Linked DNA regions of Bos taurus: region 2 is linked to region 1. The links are chromatin contacts, called in public Hi-C maps. All regions are on one chromosome and are shown on one strand. The core of a region is the stretch at or near the end of the contact, and the rest is flanking DNA. Distances in the headings are between cores, read along the strand shown. Region 1 holds the start of CCDC83 (coiled-coil domain containing 83). Region 2 holds the start of CCDC89 (coiled-coil domain containing 89).

What was found. Hi-C and Micro-C count contacts between places; a contact is called where the count stands out from the background.
Region 2: a Hi-C map of skeletal muscle shows a contact between it and region 1, with 5 times the contacts expected there. The contact joins the promoter of CCDC89 here to the promoter of CCDC83 in region 1. A contact is called at or near these places in 3 of 11 Hi-C or Micro-C datasets (blastocyst, liver and skeletal muscle).

What each region holds. Positions count from the first base shown.
Region 1 is chr29:9,694,965-9,699,566 of ARS-UCD2.0, reverse strand. It overlaps CCDC83 (coiled-coil domain containing 83), which reads left to right and starts at 1,879. Exons shown (of 14, transcript NM_001038218.2): 1 at 1,879-1,963; 2 at 2,243-2,318.
Region 2 is chr29:9,866,643-9,871,548 of ARS-UCD2.0, reverse strand. CCDC89 (coiled-coil domain containing 89) reads right to left here and starts at 2,301. Exons shown (of 1, transcript NM_001046432.1): 1 at 885-2,301. The coding sequence starts at 2,188. The coding sequence ends at 1,103.

The DNA of each region.
Region 1 (4,602 bases), core at 630-3,129:
AGGTCTCAGGTGACTTTTTACTTAGAAAAATTACCTTAACCAAAGGTAATTAATATTTTTATTCGCTGCTTCAGTTCTCCTCCATAAGCTCTTAATATGTATTCACGTAACAGCATTAATCACGAAATACATGAAAATGTATTTTTAAAAAATCAAATTCAAGGATGCCAAATGTTAGACTTCCAAGACAAAAAGGATGCCTACTTGACTCAAATGTAACTAAGTGCTCTCAGTATATAAGAAATTGTCTTGAGGCAGGAAATGAGAATGAATCCAGGTGAGGAAAAGGGGAAATTCACAGGTTGTAGGTGTATATTTTTCCCCCTTGAAATTAGGAGTTCAGTTCAGTCGCTCAGTTGTCAGAATCAGGTTCTTTTCCAGTGAGTCAGTTCTTCACATCAAGTGGCCAAAGTATTGGAGTTTCAGCTTCAGTATTAGTCCTTCCAATGAATATTCAGGACTGATCTCCTTTAGGATGGACTGGTTGGATCTCCTTGCAGTCCAAGGGACTCTCAAGAGTCTTCTCCAAAACCAGAGCTGCCAAAAGTGGAAAGAGAGGGAAAGACGAAATCTATACTGGTTTTCTTGAGGTTTTGGAGCCAAAAAAAGATAAAACGAGAAGGAACATAAGCAGTATCAGGGGCTTTTAGAGCTGTGCTGCTGCTAAGTCGCTTCAGTCGTGTCCGACTCTGTGCGACCCCATAGACGGAAGCCCACCAGGCCCCTCCGTCCCTGGGATTCTCCAGGCAAGAATACTGGAGTGGGTTGCCATTTCCAGTTACCTTAAAAGCATTTAGTCCAGGGGTCTGCAGTTCTCCTTGGAGTTAAACCCGAGAAAATGCTTACACAAAATGAAAGCAGGCAGGAGAGAGGCCTCCGTGGTGGAAGGGGCGGGGTGCGGAGAGGCGAGCAGAACGCACATCCCTTTCCCATCCTACAAGCTGTCGGAAAACCACGGTCAAATCCTGATGTCTAACTTCACAACGGAAGAAACAGCGAGTAGCTTACAGTCACAACACAGAGCCTAGATCTCAAGCCTCTACACCACTCGCGGCCTCCCAGTTCGCCTCGCGAGGGAGTTAAAAGTGGGCGAGTGAGTCTTGGAAGATAAGTTATGACCAATCCAGACCTAGATCAACCTAGGTTAGTTATGACCAACCTAATATGCTAGACAGCATATTAAAAAGCAGAGACATTACTTTGCCAACAAAGGTCCGTCTAGTCAAGGCTATGGTTTTTCCAGTGGTCATGTATGGATGTGAGAGTTGGACTGTGAAGAAAGATGAGCGCCAAAGAACTGATGCTTTTAAACTGTGGTGTTGGGAGAAGACTGTGGAGAGTCCCCTGAACTGCAAGGAGATCCAACCAGTCCATCCTAAAGGAGAGATCAGTTCTGGGTGTTCATTGGAAGGACTGATGTTGAAGCTGAAACTCCAGTACTTTGGCCACCTGATGCGAAGAGCTGACTCATTGGAAAATACCCTGATGCTGGGAAAGATTGAAGGCGGAAGAAGGGGACGACAGAGGATGCGACGGCTGGATGGCATCACCGACTCAATGGACATGAGCTTGAGTAAACTCCAGGAGTTGGTGATGGACAGGGAAGCCTGGCGTGCTGCATCCCATGGGGTTGCAAAGAGTTGGACACGATTGAGCGACTGAACTGAACTGAGGGAGTCTGGGTGCAGCTGCGCGAGTTGAGACGGTGAGAACCGGGTAGGGAGGCAACGGGAGCGCGGACCCGCGACCTGACTGTTCCCCGCTGCGGCCACCAGGGGGCGGGCCCGGCCCGCCGCTCGCGGCTTGCGGTGGTGGACTGGGGAGGCCCGCGCGCGCCGGTCGCCTTGGAAACGGGGGGCGCTGCGGCTGCACTGGAGTGAACTGGCCTGGTCCGCCCGCCGGCCGTGCGCGCTGCCTTCGGGTCCACTGCTGTGTATCCGCACCCGGAAACCGTCCAGGGGAGGTCAGGACACCGCCTAGCCTCCTTGCTCGGCCCCGGCTCCTTCCAGTCTGACTCTTAAGACTTTTTATGAGCATCTCCGCCCGGTACCCACTGGCCCTGCAGCTGGCTCCGCCACAAAACGGGCCTGGGGTTCCGACTTTCTGGGGGTCCAACATCGAGTGAAGTGCTGGGCGGTTAGGAGCCGCTAACCTTCTAACCTTTCACTCAGGAGACACAAAGGGAGGAAGAACTTTTTGGATCCGATCAGAATACTAACGCATCTCTCTTTCCGCCTCACAGTAGAACCCCTGGATACGTTGCTCATTTGCCTTTCTGAGATCTCAGTTCCGGAGAGCAGGATCTGACTTTATCTCAGGTTTGTAACCTTCGTGATGCCCTCAGCCTCTGGCACACAACGGATGCTCAGTAGACTAATCATGCCTTCTGTTCGTATGGGGCTTTATCGCTTGGCAGTTTTCCCAAAGCATTTGAGCCTCATTAATAATCCTGACAGGTAGGAAAGATGGAAGAGAAAGCGAGGGTCAGAGAGGTCTAGAGACCTGTCCGAGTTTATAAAACTCCTTCATGGAGGAGCTAGGTCTAGACTCCAATCTCCTTAATGCTCTTCTCGCTGAATCCGCAGTCTGGTGAAAGGCTTTAGATAACAGACCCCGCAAATCTTTGCGTCCTTAGTACCAGCATGGAGCCCTCCCGCTGCAGGAGCTTTATAAGCTCTGGGTGTGGCATTGATGGCTCTTCACCCTCAGCTTCTTGCCCTGGCTGCTGGCAGCATCCTTAGTTCTAAATAGGACGCTTGGCTTCTTTCTTTTATTAATCTATTAGATTTGTATCGCAGCTTGTTTGTCTCCTCATTCCCCTTCTTACCCCATAATTCTCTGCTGGGTGGAGAGAGTTGAGAAAGCAGTTGGGAGGTGAGAGAACATGTCACATCTGATGACAAAAAAAGAGAGAAAGCTTCCTGTGAAGGCAGAGAAGGAAAAGAATAAGATTAGGTATTTATCAACATGTATAATAATTGCTCATTGTTTTCTTTCCACCACCCCCAAGACCGAGCCCCAGTTGGCACGCTTTATTCACTGTTAAAGGAGAGAGGTCTTTTCATTCTCCTTCGCCATCAGAGTGTGGAAAGTCCTGCATGTATATATGTCCATTATTCTCACCATATTCTCTTCATGGTTATGTTTCTTTTCCAAATTGGCTGTATCTTACATTTTAAAGTTGTTTGAGGCTATATGTACATGATCTGTACAAATGAGGTGGGTCTGAAATTTTGTGAGACTAAATTTAGGTGATATCATCACTACTAAGAGCCTTTAAATGCATTCAGGTTTTTTTTTTTTTTTAATATATGCTGGAGAACATTTCCACAACATTTTAGATTGTATTAAAAATAGTATCCTAGCCTAACTGAGAATTTGAATTTAAAAGTCATTTTACTTTCCAATCAGGGTATATACAATATTATGAGCAAATAAATAGGACCATCAGGAAAGAAAGTGTGCATATTATTTGCCAGTCGGGCATTTGAATCAGGTCTGAACACCCAGTTTGTGCCTAATGGGAGATGGTGACCTATATGGTAATATCTGTTTTTGAATTCCCAAAATGAGTTGCTGAAGTAGTTACCTTTCAGTATTTGAGGAGTTATGCCTTGTTGAAGATGAGTGCCTTAATGGTTAGATGTCAGATTGTTCGTTAACAAAGGCTTTTGGAAGTACTGCATTATTACAGCTGTTGTTAGACTGACATAATTTTATAGCTTGTTAATGGCAAAGCCATGTCTAGACTTCAAGACTTCCAATACTCATAGAGAGATCTTTTTTTAAATAAATCATGGTCTCAACCCCTGATGGAATCTTATTCAGAACTTTTATCATTACTGATGCTATTAAGTAAATATCCACCATTTCAATCTATATATGAAACATTAGCTAGCAAACATCAGGATCTACTTCAAACATCTAGAAAGGCATGAGGGCAGAACTGCCACTCCCAGCCTCCATAGAACTATGAAAGGAGTCATTAGGAAGCTTCTGGATATTCATGGCTCCACAAAGTCATGAGGAACTTTCTAGGTATTGAGCCAGGACCCTGAGACAGTGCAGGAAAGGACAGACTCCTTGTTTGGGGGATAATGCAGAACGTAAAGAATCCACCTGCAGTGCAGGAGACCTGAGTTTGGCCCCTGGGTCAGGAAGATTCCCTGGAGAAGAGAATGGCTGCCAACTCTAGTATTCCTGCCTGGGAAATCCCATGGACAGAGGAGCCTGGTGGGCTACAGTCCATGGGATCACAAAGAGTTGGACACAACTGAGTGACTAACACACTTTACAGAGTCAAAGCATTATGGGATGAGAGGATATTTGAAGAAGATGGCTTACTATATATTGCTTTTTACTAAATAGACTTCTTACTTTTCACTGAGAAGCATTTGGGGAATACTTTTTGAAACATTTCCTGATAGAAAATGAGTATGGAATAGTCTCTGAAAATGCTGGATACCCAAGGCCTTAAAACCCAGCCTCTTCTCCTGCCCTCACTGGGTGTGTGTATTTGTGTGTGGGTGTGCACATGCGTGCACTCAGTACTGTCCAACTCTTTGTGACCCCATAGACTGTAGCCCACAAGGCTCCTGTTTC
Region 2 (4,906 bases), core at 1,052-3,551, 170 kb before region 1:
GTCACAAAGAGTCAGACAGGACTGAGCGACTTCACTTTCACTTTCAAATCTTATTTTTATTAAGGGGGGGTGGGGAGGGGGGAGAACCAGAAAATGGAATGGGATCTAAGCTTGCAGGGAAAATTTAAAGGTGGATTTTATTTATTTGAATCATATTGCTCATATAGAATGGCTATAATAAACTTTGCCTACTTTGGAAAACAATGAGCTTAATTTTTGTTCTCCAGGCTAGTGCAAATAAAACGATATTCCATAAAGCAGGTAAGTAATTGGCCAGTTAACAAAATCAGACACTTTTCTGCAAGTTATTCATGCTATTAATATGCTATTAACTGTTATAGCTTACAGTCTCAATTGTCAGAGATTACAATCCTATCTGTTTACAAGGGCTGCTGCTGCTGCTGCTGCTAAGTCACTTCAGTCGTGTCCGACTCTGTGCAACCCCAGAGACGGCAGCCCACCAGGCTCCCCGGTCCCCCTGGCATTCTCCAGGCAAGAGCACTGGAGTGGGTTGCCATTTCCTTCTCCAACGCATGAAAGTGAAAAGTGAAAGTGAAGTCGCTCAGTTCTGTCCGACTCTTAGTGACCCTATGGACTGCAGCCTACCAGGTTCCTCTGTCCATGGGATTTGCCAGGCAAGAGTACTGGAGTGGGCTGCCATTGCCTTCTCCGATACAAGGCCTAACTGTGCTATTTTTCACAATAATACATCCCATTGCACTTATTCACAATAATACATCCCCCATTGCACTCTGAAAAGTAAGAGCTGCTAATTTTAAAACTTAGGACAGCTGAAGATATCTGAGGTTGAGAATGAATAAGTTATAGGAGAGGTGGAGATACTGATAGCAGACTTAGGAAGATTTCAAAGGCACACAACGAAATTTGGTAAATCTCGTGTATTCTAGGTGGTAGGACTGAAAAATCAGTGTTACCCTTACAATGGCACTGTAGTAAACAACATCAGTGTAGTAAAGTAGCTTTTCTTTGGTCTCTCGTACTTAAAAGTAGAATAAATGGAATGCCATCTTGACTCTCGCCATAATAGTAAGGCACAGATATCTGATTTCTTCATCGGAGGCCAGAGGAAGCAGAAACCTCCTTATGGAAAGAGATGGCGGAGTTTGGCATTGAGTTCTCTCTCCTTGCTTAAAAGATCCAGGCTGTGCTTTTTGAAAGCTTCGGACTGCAGCCTGAGTTCATCATAGGCGGCCTGGATGCCATCCACCCTGCGCTGAAGCTCCCGGACTCGCAAGTTGCTGTTCACGGCCACGGCCTCTTGCTCAAAGCGCTCGAGTGCGTGCCTCCTGGCCACGTCGGCCATCTTCAGCTTCTCCTCCAGCTGGCGGATCTCCGCTTGCTTGTTCTGAAGCACCCTGCCCCTCTCCATGGACAGCAGCAGCAGCTCCTCTTTCTCCCGAGTGACTGTCTGCAGACGGGCCCGCAGTTCCTGGTTCTGCTGACTGTGTGCCTGCTCCGCCTTCGCCGTCTGCTGCAGGGCTTCCTGCTGCTGCTGCTGGAGGCTCTGCAGCTGCATGCGCAGCTGCTCGGTCTCCTCAGTGTGGGCGCAGGCCTGCCGGTTCTGCAGCTCCAGCAGCTCCTGCTCGCGGGCCTGAGCCTGGCAGACATCATGGGCGTACTTCCGTTGCAGGGTCTCCAGCTCCTTGGCGAGGGCCTCGCTCTGGGCTGTGAGCTGCACCACTTTGGCCTCCTGGGCCTTCAGTGCTGGGCTGAAGAGCTGGTCATTCTCCAGCCTCAGCTTCTCGTTCTCCTCTCGCAGCTTGGCGTTCTGCCTTTTGTGTTCATCCTTGAAGCGGATCATCAACTCGTGGTTGGAGGCCAGGGTCATAAAGCGTTCCTCCAGCTTCTGGGCCTGCTGATTTTTGGCCTTCAGCTCCTCGGCCTCCAGCAGCCTCTTCTCCTCCAGCTCGGTGTTGAGCAGTTCCAGGGTCTGGCAGCGCTCCAGGGCCTCGTCGGATCTCCGCTTCAGGATGCAGATGAGCTGGGACTGCTCCTGGATGCGGGAACACAGCATCGCCCGCTCACTCTTGTCCTCCTCGGACAGCCCCCGGAGGTTCGCCAAGGCTTCCCTCAGACCATCCAGCTCCTTAAACCCCATCTCCTCTTCCTGGTCTTCCAGTTTTCTGTTTTGCTTATCTAAGGGTTCTTCAGAGGATGGGGTGTCCATCCTGGGAGCCGACTCTTCCTGAGGCATTGGCACGCTCCTCTACTGACTGCACAGCTGACTGCACAGCGCCCCACCGTCCAGATTTCAAACGCCACGGTGTTGCTAGGGTCTCCCGGCAATCTCCCGCAGTTGCTCGTGCACCCAGTAAGGAGCCCTGTGATTGGTGGACCGGTCTTCAGACTGCTGTGGAGTAACAACAGGAGGGAGTCCAGAGCCAATCATGTCAGGTTATGCTTGCCTTTCTAGCCAATCACAGCCCTCCGCTAACAGCCCAGGGTCTGGCATGTACTATACAGAGATGCCAGCCCCACTTGATTTCCAGCCAGCATCAGGGGTAAGAAACCTGACTCCACCTAATCTCTTGTGGGAGTAAACAAATCAAGCACTGGTGACATAGTCCTCCTCCCTGTCCCCACTTCAGTGGTCATGAGAATAAAGTCCTCTGCATGGAAACCGTTGGCTCTGTAAAGAAATTTGTAATCTATAAATACAAAGTAGCAGAAGGACCCTGCGAACAAGGATCCTAAATGGCTGTGACTTTGTACCTGTAGTGATTAACACAGCTCAGTGAAAGAAGAAACCCCAGGGAAATGTCTCTTCTTTCTTGAAGAACTGTCCCCAGCTGGGAATATATTTATTAGCTAGAACTCCCTTTTTACCCATTAACACAATAGGGTTACAGAGAAAAGCCTAATGGACAATATAGGTGTGATAAACATTAAAACACACACACAAAAGTTCAAATGAGGCTTACCTTATACACACCAAAGTCAGTTTCAGATGGATTAAACATCTGAAATGCTTAATGTTAAATGTAAGGACTAAAATGAAAACAAAATATTAAACATGGAGGGACGTCCCTGGTAGACTGTTGTTAAGAACCTGCCTTGCAATCCAGGGGACTAGGATTCGATCCTTGGTCGGGCAACTAAGCCCCTGAACAACAACTACTGAGCCCACGGTGCCTCAACTAGAGAGAAGCCGGAACGTGGTAACAAAGAATTTGTGCTCCGCCATGAAAAGACCCCTATGCCACAATGAAGATCCTGCATGCTGCAACTAAGACTCGACAGAGCCAAAAATAAAATACTTTTTAAAAATGGAAACTAGAGGAAAATAAAGGTAAGCATTGAAGCCCTGGGTGAGGAAGGACTTTCTTAGCCTACATATTATGTAAGAGACGAATAAGGTAAAGCTTAATTGGACTAAGTTGAACATCTAAAAGATATAAAAGTTATATATAATTTAAAAACTGTGAGACTCTGATGTCTCTCTATCATTTTCTTCCTCTGGACCTGCCTGCTGCTTTATTCCCTAACCTAACCTAGCTATTGAAATTTCCTTTGTTGGCCCTGTCTGTTGGTGTCCTCTCTGCCTGAAATGCTTTTTTCCTACCTTGTTACTTTAGTCATTAACTCTGCATTTTACACTCAGTTAGGAATCACCTCCTTCATGAAACCTTTCCTGGCCCCTAGAAGGCAATGGCACCCCACTCCAGTACTCTTGCCTGGAAAATCCCATGGACGGAGAAGCCTGGTGGGCTGCAGTCCATGGGGTCGAGAAGAGTCGGACACGACTGAGCGACTTCACTTTCACTTTTCACTTTCATGCATTGGAGAAGGAAATGGCAACCCACTCCAGTATTCTTGCCTGGAGAATCCCAGGGATGGGGGAGCCTAGTGGGCTGTCATCTATGGGGTCGCACAGAGTCGGACACAACTGAAGCGACTTAGCAGCAGCAGCACTACATGTACATACGTGACCACTCACCGCTTTTAGAGCAGTCACTCTAGCCTATTTGAACTTCTAACAGAGCATTTAAAAGCCTTATTACACTCATCATTTATGCCACTGCCTCCCACTATTAAACTCTGAGATCCTTAGGGGTAGGGACTGTGTCTGTTTCATCCTTAATGATTAGATCAATGCCTTGGAGAGACTCAGATGTGTGTGTTGGATGGATGTTGAAGTCAAAAATCAAATGGAGAAAAATATTCACCATAAATATGACAGACAATAGATTTACATTTTTACAAAGAGCCTGTACAAATCAATAAAGCATTAACATCTTAAAAGAGAAATGAACAATTCACAGATGAGGGGGATGAAATTGCTAATAATCAAACCCCATCGGTGACCCAATAAATGTCAGTTATAAATAAATACTTCATCTATCAAATTAGTCAATAAGTTTCCCCTTATTTTTAAGACAATCCAGGACTGATAAGGGTATAGTGAAATATGTACTCTTTTACTGTGATCAAAGTCAATTGATGGCATGTATTGCGAACTTAAGACATCTTTATGCCTTTTGAATTAATGATTGTCCTTCTGGGGACTTCTTTGTTTCGGAAGAAATAGTCTGAAAGAAAAAGTTTTATTCAAAGTATGGTTCATAACAACTGAAAGTTGGAGACCTAAATGTCCAAAAAAGAGAAAATGTTAAGAAAATTATGATATCCTCATATATAATAAAATATTATGTAGACATTAAACATTAGCATGTTTATAGGTAATTTAATGGCATGGAAATGCTTGTGTTTGAAAGATAATTGAAAAAAGCAAGATTTAAAAAAGTTAAAATTTAGAATGATCTGAATGATGTGAAAACTTAAGCAGAGAGCAAAGAGCTAGCTATTCCTGTGATCACTATTTCTGGTGGTCAGACTTAAACTGTCAAGTCATGATGATAAGGAAAAAGTCTGGGGTGTTACTTAT